2 separate regions of the Mus musculus genome follow, and region 2 is linked to region 1. A link is a contact called in public HiChIP or PLAC-seq data. All regions are on one chromosome and are shown on one strand. The core of a region is the stretch at or near the end of the contact, and the rest is flanking DNA. Distances in the headings are between cores, read along the strand shown. Region 1 has its middle 30 kb from the start of Parp9. Region 2 overlaps Slc49a4 (solute carrier family 49 member 4).

Region 1 (6,768 bases), core at 2,886-5,385:
TTTGCTGTAGCTACGGAGATAGCAGAGAGGGGGCAGCCAGCTGCTTTCTTTACGTTCTCTGAAGAGTAGAGTCCTTGGACTATCTTGGAATGTGGGCTTAGGACCTTGTCCTGAGATCAGCAGGTTGAACAGTTGAATCTTATCTTTTTACCCAGAGTTGATCTGACTCATACAAATCAAACTCAAGAGACTTACTTTATGAAGCTGGAATCGTAATTACTTAATTTGCAGTGAGAAAGATAATTGTCATGGTTACTGGTAATTGTGAGTCAACTGACTTTTATGAGGGTCCTGGAGAATATAATCAGACCTGGAAAAACAATGGATGCCATAACAGCATAACATTACAGCTAATTTATTTCTCACTCTAGGGGGAGTCTTAGTTGGCTCAGCAGACCAACCGGAAAGCCATCTCTGGCAGGCTTCAAATACCATCTCACTGCTGAGCAACCACTGTCTTGGTCAATATTCATCAAACACTTCAAGGTCCTTATCTATTAAAAACAGGTAGGGATGTTATCAAGACTGTTATGGGATTTAAATAAAAATAATTCATATAGGGCACTTAGCTTGTGTTTGGCACATAGTAACAGCGTAAAAATTACAGCTGTTGTCATTATCTACCTATGATGGGCCATTTCATAATCCACTCAGCACTGCAATACAGTTGCGATATCTATTACCAACCTCCACTACAAATGTTTCCTTATTATTATCATATTGTAAATGATGTGTGTGTGTGTGTGAGCAGGCACAGGCAGGTCAGAGACAACTTTGTGGTGTGAATTCTCTTTTTCCTCCTTTATGTAGGTTCCAGGAATCAAGCTGAGGTGCTGCTATGCATTCAATCTCTAAAACTCTGGCCCCCAGGATCTGCCTTGTGCAGTCCCACAAGCACATTCTCAGGTACTCCAAATGGTGTTGTGTAAACTTTGCTCACCAGTCTTCTCTGACCAGTTAAATAAAAGTAGCTGACAGCCAGTTACTGGGGAGACTAGAGGTGAGAGGAGCTTTGATTGACAGGCTGAGGGGTGCAGGTAGGGACCACAAGGAGAGAGAGAAATAATATGGAGAATCAGAACCAGGGAATGCCCAATGGAGCAAATTCAGCTCAGACAGGACAACTATGTGCAAGTAACTTGGGATGTGTAGCTGAGAAATAGCCAGTCTAGCACATAAAAATAGTTTAGGGGTAATTGTGGATTTAGCTTAATGCTTGTATGATTATGTTATTTGGGTTTCCAAATTTGTATAATCTGCATCTCACATGTAAGATGCTGAGGGTCCCTGTCCCCAGTTGGTTTTGATTGGTAAATAAAATTGTTGGCCACAAATGACTAATTTGCAGGGAGACAGAGGCAGTATTTTAGGATTTGCTAGCAAGGGGACTGAATAAGGAGAATCGCCATGTCTAAGGAATAAGATCTGGGCTTGAGAGTAAAAAGAAAGACATACCAATCATGTAAGAGGCAGAAAAGAGCAGCCCCAGAGGGTCCCCCGCTTGGGACTAGGAGAGTAAAGATGGAATATCGATTCTAGGAAGTAATAACTCAGGAGTATTGGAGGGAAGCATTAGCAAAATGGAAATTTGGGATTAAGGCATATTTAAGTGTGTGTGTGTGTGTGTGTGTGTGTGTGTGTGTGTGTGTCTTTCTTTCAGAAACTCAAAACACTGGGACAGGTAGTATGGAACTTGTGCCACCACTGGGAGATTTGAGTAGATTAATTGATTAATGTAATTGATGGCGCCCAATGTAGGGCTCCAACTCACTCTTAAACATTACTTAGAGATACTCAAATAGAAGGCACACACCATGACAAGAGATTAGGAGGTGGGGAGAATTGGTTTCTCAGCCAAGCCAACAAGGCCACATCTCCTAATAATACCAGTCTCTATGGGCCTATGGGAGTCATTTTCATCAAACCACCACAATATCTACCAGTATCTAGGCTGAAGGTAGTTTTTACCTCTCTTACCCATCTACAAACCCACTCTTTCCTCAGCACACCTGACATAGGGGACCACAGTTGTCTAGGACCAAAAGATGAGGGATAGCCTAACAGTAGTCATAAAGCATTTGATTTTCCTCACCACCACAATAAGAAGATAAATATTCATGATGCTAAAGTATAATAGGTCTTTAGGTTTTCACAGGTCTTTCTCTACATTAGTTGTTGACTAGAAGGACTTCTTATCTCTTCATCAGGCTTCCCATACCTACAAAAGAAATTAAGTCTCAGCATAGAGGTTCATGGAGAACATTCCTAGATTGAACCATGATCCTTTAGCTAAGTCTCTGAGGCAAGAGGGAACTTTGAAAGATTATTGTTATTATTGGATAGTGTAGAGGAATCTTAATCTAGGAACAAGGCTGCTCTGGCAAGGGATCACATCCAAAGACCTTCTAAGTCTAAATGATCCAGCTAGAATGATACCTTTAATCCTTCTGGCTGGACTATCGGAACTCCCTTAATACACACCTTTAATCTCAGATAATGAAGGTAAAGTTAGTTTGTAGAAGGAAGCAGCCATTTTTGAAAGTGATGCCTAATTGCGTGATAAAGTGACAAATCAGAGAAAGATTTGACAGATGAGTCAAAGATAGGCTACATCCAACTCTCACAAGAACAAAACATGGAGGAGAAGCTACTTAAGAGATGCAGTGCAGAAGAAGATAGAGAAGGCAGTTTTACAAAGACAGGTTCCAGGTAAAGAGTCAAGCCAGAGGATGCGAAGGAGCAAGATTAGAACAGATTTCCAGAGTCAGTTTAAGGCCAAGCAGAGCAATTCAGTCAGAATGGTAGAGAAGCCAGATTGAATCAGTCAGCTTGGAGAGGATTTTGGGCCAAAACAGCTGAGTTGAACCACACAGCTAGAGTTCAGAAAGGACTGAAAAAAAGGTGTTTCTTTAGCAGTAAGCCTCTGTGATGATGATTAAACTTAGAGAATAAAAGTGACTTTTATAAAATAGTTGAGGAATTGGACTAATATTTCCAACTTAACGTTGTGGCCACTTACTGTTTTCATTTCTAGGTAATTTTAGATGAATTCACTAGATGGTCAAGTGGAAATCCCAACAAATTTTTACATAGTTAGTAGTCACATTTTGTCTCCTCTAGCTCTTCTGTTCATGATTGTGAACAAGAAATGAAATTCAATCTCTTTTCCTTGAATTTTTTTCCCCTATCATGTTTGACCACCCCCTTGCTATAACCCTTTTGAGGTCTGCTACCTGTATCAATTGTCCTATACTAATATACTGTGTGTATTATAAAACATTGAGTTTTAAGTTAAAGGGTAAGATCAAATACAAGCAGACATTTTAATACTTTCTCAGTTGTAAAATATTGTAGAACTCACAGAAGTGAGTCTGTAGAATAGCTACCATTTTTACCAACCACTCAAAAGTAGCCGTAAAATGGAAGATTGAACATGAGCTTTACTCCTGTCTCACTCTTCTGAAATTATCATAAAGGCTGCAAGGCAAGGAAAAAGGAGAGTTGGAAAGAAAATAACAATGAACAAAAGATAAACATATTTTGCAACATGGAACCAGATAGCCAGCCAGGGTAACTGACATGAGTGGAAAACCAGTACAGAGAAATGGGACCACTAAAGACTTGGAGGCAGCAGGGACCTGGGAGGGCAGGATTCCAAGTGTAAAGCTGACGTCCTGTGTCAGCAGCATTAGCCCTAAATGCCCTGCTCTAGCTTGTACAGCAAGCTCTTGCCCTTAAGGCAGGTTAGTCCACTGCAGAAATAGAACCAGATGTAGGGCACCAGGGCCTGGAGAGATGACCTAGACTGAAGGCTGTGTTAGGGTAGGTCTATGCTGTGCTGTGGGTCCCCTGCCCCAGCAAGCCTTGCATAGCAGAATGTGAGCTGCTGCACCTGCATTGAAGCCTCTTTTGCAGAGAAGGCTTGATGTTTTGGGGAAAGTTTGTACCTCAGCAAGAACAGCGGCCAGACAAAGAAATTCGCTTGCTGAAAGCTTTTGTGTGGCAGGCTCCTTCAATCCATTATCTTTGCTGGTCAAATATCCTGGCACAGAAAGCCCTCTGTCAGCCTGTGTGTGACTCATGAGGAACTGAGAAGTCACAGGCTGAAAGAAGATAGGGGAGGATGGCAAAGGGCAAAGCACTTGTTTTTATGTAATCAACCCAGCTGTCACTGCATTATGACCCACGTGGTGCCACCATAACCTTGACTAGAACACTCAATGAACTGAAGCCAGCTAATTATTTGCCTAATTACCTGTGTGTAGGAGGAATCAAATAACTCAAAGAAAATGGCCAATTTTCTTGTTAGCATCTAAACTTTGACCTTTTTCTATTTTTCAGCTTGTAAAATATTTTGACAGCTTTGTAATAACTATCTTTTAACACAGGCCCTATCTTATTCAATAGCTACTCAACAATTGTTAGGATGAATCGTGAACAGGATCTCAGAAAATCCCGTATTTGCTTCAAATTTTTCATTGACACGTAGTATTTACACAGTTTTATTCTTTTTTAATATTATAATAAAGTGTAAAACACTTCAAATTGCTCAAAATATATATATATATTTCTGTTCCAGCCGAGACTCCAGCTTTGCTTAGCCACTGGGCACTGCTTCCGAGCCGTGGTTGGCCTGCTGCCCAGCCTCAGAGGCTGCTGCCCTTTGCCCTCCTGAAAAATTGAGGTGGATGAGCACGGACGTTGCTCTTCTGGGAAAGTGGGACAGTGTCTCAGTGCTCTAGAGCCCGGCAGAGAGTTCAAGCACCCATGGATGCCTGGGCCACTCTACCACTTCCCAAGACTTCACAGAACCCATGAAATGGAGATCTACCCATTGGTTTGTTTTAAGGACTGAATGGATTAAGACAGATAATACATTTATTTATTTATTTAGATTTATTTTATGTATGTGAGTACACTGTAGCTGTACAGATGGTTGTGAGCCTTCATGTAGTTGTTGGAAATTGAATTTTTTTTTTTTTTTTAGGATCTCTGCTTGCTCTGGTCAACTCCATTCGCCCAGTCCCTGCTTGCTCCAGCCCAAAGATCTATTTATTATTATACATATACACACTGTATATATATATATATATATATATATATACTGACTTCAGACACACCAGAAGAGGGCGTCAGATCTAATTATGGGTGGTTGTGAGCCACCATGTGACCATGTGGTTGTTGGGATTGGAACTCAGGACCTTTGGAAGAGCAGTCCGTGCTCTTACCTGATGAGTCATCTTATTAGGCCCCAGATAATACCTTTAAACAGCACCCCAAATATTCAACAATATAAACGATATTTTTGGTGAGTGTTTTGTTTTGTTTTGTTTTGTGAGACAGAGTTTCTCTATGAAGCCCTGGCTATCCTGAACTCAGTCTGTAGACAATGCTGGCCTGGGACTCACAAAGATATGCCTGTCTCCACTTCCTAAGTGCTGGGACAAAAGGCACACACCAACACCCAGCCTCAGTAATATAGTTATTGAGTTAAAGAATCTGGATGGGGATGGGTCACACAGCTTTGGGGGGAAATCTTCACATGGAGAGGTGGCACTTCTTTGTGATGCATTTGGTTTTGAGTGAGAAACCCTTCACTCAAGCTCCTGTAAGTAACTCCAATAAGCTCCTTATTTCCCCCACCAATTACAAAAGTAATTCTGAATAACAGAAAGTTAAAACTGCTCCCGGAGTGAACCGGGAGAGAGGGGAGGGGCCTCGCGGCTATCTGAGCAGTCAGCAGTTTTCATTTCTCAGAAATGAAGGTGCAGCTCTCAGTAACCGATGTGTTGTGCATTGGTTCCACTTGTCTTTCTTCTTCTTCTTCTTCTTCTTCTTCTTCTTCTTCTTCTTCTTCTTCTTCTTCTTCTTCTTCTTCTTCTTCTTCTTCTTCTTCTTCTTCTTCTTCTTCTTCTTCTTCTTCTTCTTCTTCTTCTTCTTCTTTTCAGCTGCACAGATGGGAGGAGACTGAATTATATGAGGTGAACTGAGTTTTTATGAGATCCATTTAGACCCAGCACAGCTCAAATGCCAGGTCAACACAGATGACAAAACTTTATTGTAATCAAGCTGCCACTGATCGGTCACAGCTGCAGAACAGACTTGGGAGCGGAACTGTGTGACCCAGAGCCACAGGTTCGCAGACCTTTTAAGTTTCAAAACCACAGACACCTGTGCCAAGTTATGGTTACATTTTCCCACCAATCAGTGCTTAGGGATAGGGGATTTCCTGAGGAATGTGTCTTTGTGGTACACTTATCCTGTTCCCATTGGTTGGGTTGTTCAACTGTGGCAGGGCAACTTGCCTAGCATTTATGTCTCAACTTGGCAACCAGGATGCCAGTTACCTATGTACATGTCTCTCTCTGCCAACCAGGATGTCAGTTACTCAGAGAGGTCTTGGGAACTTCAACTTTTATTTGGTCCCTATTCAAAATGGAGGTTTTATTTTAAAAAAAATGGCTTCAGTTTGGTTCCTTCTTAGAGAGTACAAAATAATAGTTGACTTCTCAGAGAAAATAATGTCAGGAAACCAGTCTCAGTGATCTCGAATGGTGTGACTAGATGTTGTGCACCTCTGTTTCCCAGGTAACAACTGGAAGAGGGTTGCATCTTTGTGTCTTGAACGTCTTGAATTGGCTACCTTCTCTTGGGCTTGCTCTTACTCTCAGTGAAGTCAGGGTAGCATCTGGTGCTCTGTGGCAGAACCCAGGAGTCTTTTCTGCCTTTCTTCTCTATTTCTTTTTTCCTTAGTGTCGTTTTACATGT
Region 2 (6,768 bases), core at 1,576-4,075, 160 kb after region 1:
TGGGTAACTTAGTTTCTTTTCACATGGAAGATGCTGGACTAGTTGTGGAAACAAAACAAATAAAAACAAGTGAATCTTCTTGCTACCCAGGAGCTATAAAAACCATGAGAAATGCACAAATAAGTATAACAGGTCACACACATGTATGTTACATAAAATAGAAGCAGTAGGGCTGGAGAGATGGCTCAGAGGTTAAGAACACTTACTGCTATTACAGAGGACCTGGGCTCAGTTCTGAGCATCTACATGGCAGCTAGCAACCATCTGTATAGCCCAGTTCCAGGGACTCCAACAAGTATGCACATGATACACATATGTCTGCAGGCAATGCATTCATACACTTTGAGTAAAACAAGTAAATCTAAAAAAAATTGTTTTCAGAAATAGAGGTAAGAGTATAAAGGAGATATAAAATGACTCCATGGGACAGAGCAGTTTTGGTTGTGCAGAGAGAACCACAGGTGTAAAATGGCAGAAGAGGGAGGGCATCCCTGGCAGGGAGGCCATGATGGCTAGAACTGAGTGAGTGAGAGTGAGTGGGTGAGTGGCTGGCCTTTTGGAAAGACCTAACGTCCAAGTTATGATTGGTGCTACGGAAGTGTGGGGCTGGATCCTCTAAGATTGTGTGAGCTCCTGGATGGACTTCAGGGCTTTTTCGGAGCTAGAAAACCACTGGAGGTTCTAAGCTGTGGAGTGTCCTGGTGACAGGCTGCTGTTCTGCCTGTAGGGAAGCTGGAGCTCACAGGCAAAATAAGGAAGCCCCTGGGAAACTAGTCACCAAACCAGGGGAGACGCTGCTGGGCATTGTGGTAGCAATGGTAGTGAAAGAGTGTGGAAACTGTGTTTTGGAGAACTGGCTACTGAAAATGCCGATGTGGGGAGGAAAGGGATCCTGGGAACTCTTGGCTTCACGGGGTTCTCAGAATGACAGGATGGCCTGTGTGAGCGCAAACGTGAGGAGAGGTCAGAGGTGGTGCGGCCGAGGCAGAGCCACTGCCTGGGGGTCTGTTAGAGATAGACGTGGGAGGCGAGGTGGGTGGCTTTCATTTAGAGCAGAACTTGACAGTTTAAAAATAAATGTTCGTTTTCTGATTTTCAAAATATATTCTCTTTTCAGGAAACTTAAGTTACAAATGCTTTTGTTTTGTAAAAGAAAGCCAGAAAAGTCACACGGGTCCCGTGGAAGGCTGTTAGCTTCTGTCCTCCTGAGTTGGGTCTTGATGGTGTTTGATGTGGTCTAAATTTATTAAACAGTGCAGATTTGTTTGTTTTTAAGGCATCCACGGTGTTAAAAATACAATGTTGTAATGTCCTCAAGGCACTCTGAAGATGTCACTCAGCCTTTGGTTTTAATTCTGCTCTGGACCACCTGTGCTCTTACCATCCCAACGCTACATTCATCTCTATCTTTCCAGTTAGGATTCTAGAAATAGGGCGGGTGTTGGGTCTGCGTTCTGGCAGAGAAAGTGAAACAGAAGAGAAATGGAGCTCACAGAGAAATGTGAATAAAGGAAGGGTGGACAGGAGGGAGAAACAGCTCAGAAATACTGAGCCTTTCCTAACTTACTTTTCAATCTTGTGTTCATTTGTAAAGAATAGGTTCCCCAGAGTAAGGTACTCTGTGTGCTACAGTAATTCCAAGCAGCGTCTATAGTGCAGCTGCCAAAATGAAAATGCTATAATTAGAACCTATATTTTTATCTGATAAGTGTGCTAGATTGCTACTTTTTCAGTTTATATGACATGGTGGAAGTAATAAAGACCTACAAAATTCATTTAAACATCACTGAGACAAGAAGTTGGCAGTCTGTGTCTTGTGGGCCCACCTCCCATGGAGCTTTTCGAGTTCTGACCCAGCTCCACCAACAAGCTCGGCTTCCTGGGGGTGAAGTTCCAGCAAGTCATTTCTGTCCTTAGTCACAGATGGGCCACTTATCCATAACACGTGCCGTGTTTATTACCTTCCCATTCAGAGTCCCTCTGTCAATGCAAACATTGAGTAGCTTTACTACCGTGTCAGACAGCTCAAGAGTGTGGCCCTAATAAACACGGTTTTCTAGAAAAAGTTTCCAGTGTGAAATGCCTTGCAGCTGGACAAGTTGTCTTTCGCATGGCTGTAGGAGAAAAGGCCATTTGCTCCCAGGCTTTTAGAAGCTAAAACTCAATGAGAAGAAACCTGGATCCTTGCCTTCCTGCTTTAGCAAGTTCCTGTTGTATCAAAGGCCTAACATATAAAACAAGCCATAATGGTGTTGGGAGCATGGTTGTTTTAAAGAAGCCAAGAGAGAAGAAGGCCTGGCAGCCAAGACACAAAGCCCGAGACGAGAGCCACGTTAAAATGTGGTCAAATGTCTTCATGATTAGCCACACTGTAAAACAAAGTCAAAGGACAAGTTAAAAACAAGGAAGTTCAACAAATAAGACAAATGGGCCATTTGTTGAGTTGGAAGTAATTATGTCAAGTCAGTAAAGAAGTAGCAATCCATGAGGGAATGGCTATGACAAGCAATAATAGAAATTAAAATGCAAATGACAGAATTGAGGGAGAGGAGCCAGCTTTCTGCCATGGTTAAATAAACCAAAGTTAAGACAGTGATTAGAAACCGATCTGGCAGTGCCAGTGTTGGAACAGTTTGGGATGTCCCATTTGCAGGGCGCTGGAGCAATATATCTGGTTTAAAGCGTACGTGTCCTTTACTCTGTGTATTTATAGAAAATTAGCCTACTTGCAAAGCTGTACCAGGTGGCCGGCACACCCGAGTGTGTGCAGCTTTGCTTGTGGTAGAGGAAGGCCAGGCTCACCCAGCTGCCAGCCACAGAAGCCTGTGCAGTGGATTGTGGGATTGTTTGTGGCTGTGAAAAGGTAACAGTTTGCAGGTGCTCATGTGGACTGTCTCTAAAATGTGCTTCTGAGCAGAGAAGTGTGGTTTACAACAGTGTGTTTAGTGTGCTTCTACTTAGAAAACAGTGGCAAAGGTACATGTAGCAGCTTTATTTTAGCAAGGACCCTTCCTAGAAGAAGCCATCGCTGCCAGTTGTCTTTGGGGAAGGAGCCAAGGAACTCCAGGTCTGGAGAGAAGAAAACCTTTATTTCTTGTTTTATATTCTTAACTACTGTTGGGAATTTTTGCCACATGTGACTATGTCTTAGGTTGCTTTCTGTTGCTGTGATAAACACTGTGACCAAAAGCAACTTGGGGAGGAAAGATATATTTCATTTTACAGCTTATAGTTCATCATGGAGGAAAGGCAGGAATCTGGAGGCAGGAACTGACGTAGAGGCCTGGAGGATGCTCCCCATGGTGTGCTTAGCCTGCTTTCTTATAGAACCCAGGACCATCTGCCCAGGCACCAAGCCCAGTGGGCTGACACCCCCCCACATAAGTCATTAATCAAGCAAATGCCCCACAGACAATTTATAGGCAATCTGATGAAGGCATTTTATCAACTGAGGTTCCTCTTCCAAAACGACTCTAGCTGTGTCAAGCTGACAAAAATAAAACAAAACGAAACACCAGGGCTGTATGTATGACCTTTCCAATTAAGAGAAATTAAAGTGCTTCCTAGATGTCGATGAGGAAATAACTCTTGCTTCTAAGAAGGTCAGAGAGAACGTATTCTGTAGCCCATATCAGTGGCCGAGGTTGGGACCATAGATTCTGGTTATCCCAACCTCCGTGTACCGAAGAAAGAAATGGGAAGCAAATCAAGACACTTTTCAAATACATCAATGGGATGTCATGTAGGAAGTCACAGACATCTCACTGCATCATCTGATGCAGTGTGGCAGCGTTCTTAACCCTTTGCTTGGTGGGAACTAGTAGTCTGTACATTCCAAGGAACTTACAGAATGATCACAAAGATGTTAGGCCACATACAGAAGAGGGCAATCAGTGGGCCCTGAAGGGGCCCAAAGGTGGCCTAAGATAATTTGGCTTTGGACTAGAAACATCCCATTCTCTTGGGTCTTTGGAGTTGTAATTAAGCAGCCTTGTTAGAAGTTCAGCATGAGGGTGTATCCGTCCAGGAGTTGTCACTCACAGTTCACTGTTCCCCTGGCTGGTCAGGCACTACAGTTTATGCATATGGACTCTGGACAATGAAAGGGAGAGAGAGCCAGGCGTGGTGGCGCATGCCTTTAATCCCAGCACTCGGGAGGCAGAGGCAGGCAGATCTCTGAGTTCGAGGCCAGCCTGGGCTCTACAAAGTGGGTTCCAGGACAGCCAGGGCTTCACAGAGAATCTCTGTTTCGAAACAAACAAACAGAAAGTGAGAGAGAGAGAAAGACAGGGAACATATAGTAAGTTTCTCCAGTGTAGAAATGTGGATCATTTGATATTTACATTTAAGAACTAAGATTCTTTTCTATAAATGTATAAAATTTAAGTTCCCTTACATTGGTGTCTTTAAAAATAAATTCCATTTACTAACCTTCTAGATCCTTGGTCCCCGCCCCAGTGCTATCAATTTTAGCAAGGTCTGTTAGGTAATCTCATGCTCATTTAGACTTAGGACCTACCTGCCTAGGGCAGAGGGCTTTCACTTTAAATAGCAGGTAAGGAAATTGCGTTTCACTAATCTGTTCTGTGATATGATCGCTTAAGTGAGTATCAGGTAATTACTGCTTAGACTCTAGGGACTGAAGAGCATGGTCGCTCTTGCAGGGGATCTGAGTTCGTCCCCAGCACCCACACACCTGCTCAGAAGCTTCGGAAACTCAAGTTCTAAGGGACCTGATGGCCTCTCCTGGCTACCGTGGGCACCGGGCACACACACACATGGGTACATGCAGACAAAGCACTCACGATAAAAACAAAAATAGGTCTTGAAGATTTAGACACTATGAAGAATTCTGTTGCCCTGCTTGATTCTTAAAGCTCTAGGACCATGTTTTTAAGTATTGTTGCCTGGTGCTGAGGTGGGCCTCAAGACTGAGGTAGTGGGCGGCTGCTACTACGAGTTTTCAGTAGAGGGAAAGGTATGAAATCAGAGCTCTGACACTGAGTCCTTCCTCTCTTTGTGGTGTGTTGATGTCTGAGGTAGTCCCTAGGCCCCAACATCACACAGGAATATTGAGTTATTTCTTGTTCAACATCACCCATATATAATTTCACACATATTTTGATGTAAGAATCATCAGGCGCATACTCCAGTCCCATCGCCCAGGTTAGAATTCTACAAAGTTAGCAGGTAACTGATCACTCAACTTTCTCCCTCTCCCAACTGTGTGGGGTCGCGTCATGACTGTGGCTGAGATTTTCAGAGCAGCTTGAATTGGGCCACTTAGAATATTTCAGGGCCAGCAAGATGGCTGAGCAGGAAAGGCATTCACTGCCCCAATTGATGGCTGGAGTTCAATCCCTGAGACCCATATGGTAGAAGGAAAGAACCAACTACTGCAAGATGTCCTCTGACCTCCACACATGTGCTACGGCACATGTGTGCACACGCATAATTTATAAAATAGATTTAGCTTTTCTCTTTGTTGGTTGAGGGAGGTTGGGAAGAGTCTCTCATAATGTAGCCCAGGCTGGCCTCCTGTTCCCTATGTAGCTAAGGTTGCCTTCTCCTCCCAAGTGTACCACCATACCCAGCTTCTGTAGTTCTAGGCAAGCATTCTACCACTAGGACTACATTCTGCCCCAAGAAAAAAATAAAAATTTAAGAGCATTTCAAAGGCTGCTGAAAATGCCCACTGCTTTTTTCCTTCAAAATAAGAGTTTGTCTTGGAGTTTCCCCCTTAATATTAAAAGAAACAGTAAAATTTATGTTACCCGCAACAAATTGGTTATAAGAGCAAAATAGGCTAGAAGCTGTTGGTAGTAACATAGTGAAAACACAAGTGGCTGTGCTTGTTAAATCATTCCAGGAAGTAGCTGCTGTCCCTGAGGTTGGTCATTGTTAGAAGAAAGCACCCCCCTTACTCTGCGGCCCGCATCAAAGTACATCCCTGACAGAGCCCAAAAACTGGTAAGCCTTGTTCCCGAAACTTTGTTTCCTAAAGTAAATCTGGTTCCCAAAGAGTTGTCTGTTTTTGTAAACACAAAAACAGTGAAGACCTCACACAGGGAAGCCACCACCTCCAGTTAGGGTTGGGGGTAATGCTGAGGCTAATATCCGACATCAACATCTGGAATCTTATGCTTCAAAATAGTCATGCTTCAAAATAGTCATAAAATGCAAAATGGGAGAATGTGTGTTGGAAATGTCTTAGGTAGCTTGTAAATTATGTAAGCACTTGTCTGCTTTGTTTCTATGTTAACTATGATAAGACATTGCCCAAAACCAATGTAGGGGAGGAAAGGGTATTTCTTCCTCACTCCGTCACTGGAAGAAGTCAGAGCAGGGACCGGGCAGAACCGGAAGCAGAGCCACGGAGGAGCAGTGCCTACTAATGTGAGGTTGTGGAGGACCGGTGCTTACTGGTGTGAGGTTGTTTCACTGCTTCGCATACAGCTCGGGCCACCTGCCCAGGGATGGCATCACCACAGAGGATGAGCCTTCCTGCATCAAGTTAGCCGTAAAGAAAATGCCCCATTGACATGCCCACAGGCCAGTCAGAAGCAGTTCTTTAGCTGAGACTCCCTCTTTTAGCCTAGGTGTGCCAAGTTGACAACCAAGATTAGCCTTCAAAGCATTAAAACAAACAAACAAACAAAAAAAGGGCAAGGGTTGGAAGGGAGAAAAAGACAGGAAAAATGGTGTAATTATAACAAAAATTTTTCAAAAATGAAAAAAAGTCCATGAAATGGAAACAGTAGTCCTACT

What was found. HiChIP or PLAC-seq counts read pairs in DNA pulled down with a chosen protein or histone mark.
Region 2: a contact with region 1 is called in an H3K4me3 HiChIP or PLAC-seq map of the SCID.adh cell line, with 8 read pairs. The contact joins two enhancer-like sites. A contact is called at or near these places in 3 of 39 promoter capture datasets (the 3T3-L1 cell line, embryonic stem cells and stem cell-derived epiblast-like cells), 1 of 15 datasets of contacts at CTCF or cohesin (embryonic stem cells), 3 of 484 Hi-C or Micro-C datasets (embryonic stem cells, nephron progenitors and stem cell-derived primordial germ cell-like cells) and 1 of 115 datasets of contacts at active chromatin or transcription factors (the SCID.adh cell line).

The regions. Positions count from the first base shown.
Region 1 is chr16:35,904,983-35,911,750 of GRCm38.p6, reverse strand. No RefSeq gene overlaps it. Among named protein-coding and RNA genes, the nearest start is that of Parp9, 30 kb to the left of the region's middle. Within about 2 kb of position 4,135, at least 64 of the 459 cell types and tissues checked have an H3K27ac peak or open chromatin away from gene starts, as enhancers often do. A contact at or near this core is called in the SCID.adh cell line, where this site is marked.
Region 2 is chr16:35,743,593-35,750,360 of GRCm38.p6, reverse strand. The region is part of intron 2 of Slc49a4 (solute carrier family 49 member 4); the gene reads left to right. Among named protein-coding and RNA genes, the nearest start is that of Slc49a4, 22 kb to the left of the region's middle. Within about 2 kb of position 2,825, at least 53 of the 459 cell types and tissues checked have an H3K27ac peak or open chromatin away from gene starts, as enhancers often do. A contact at or near this core is called in the SCID.adh cell line, where this site is marked.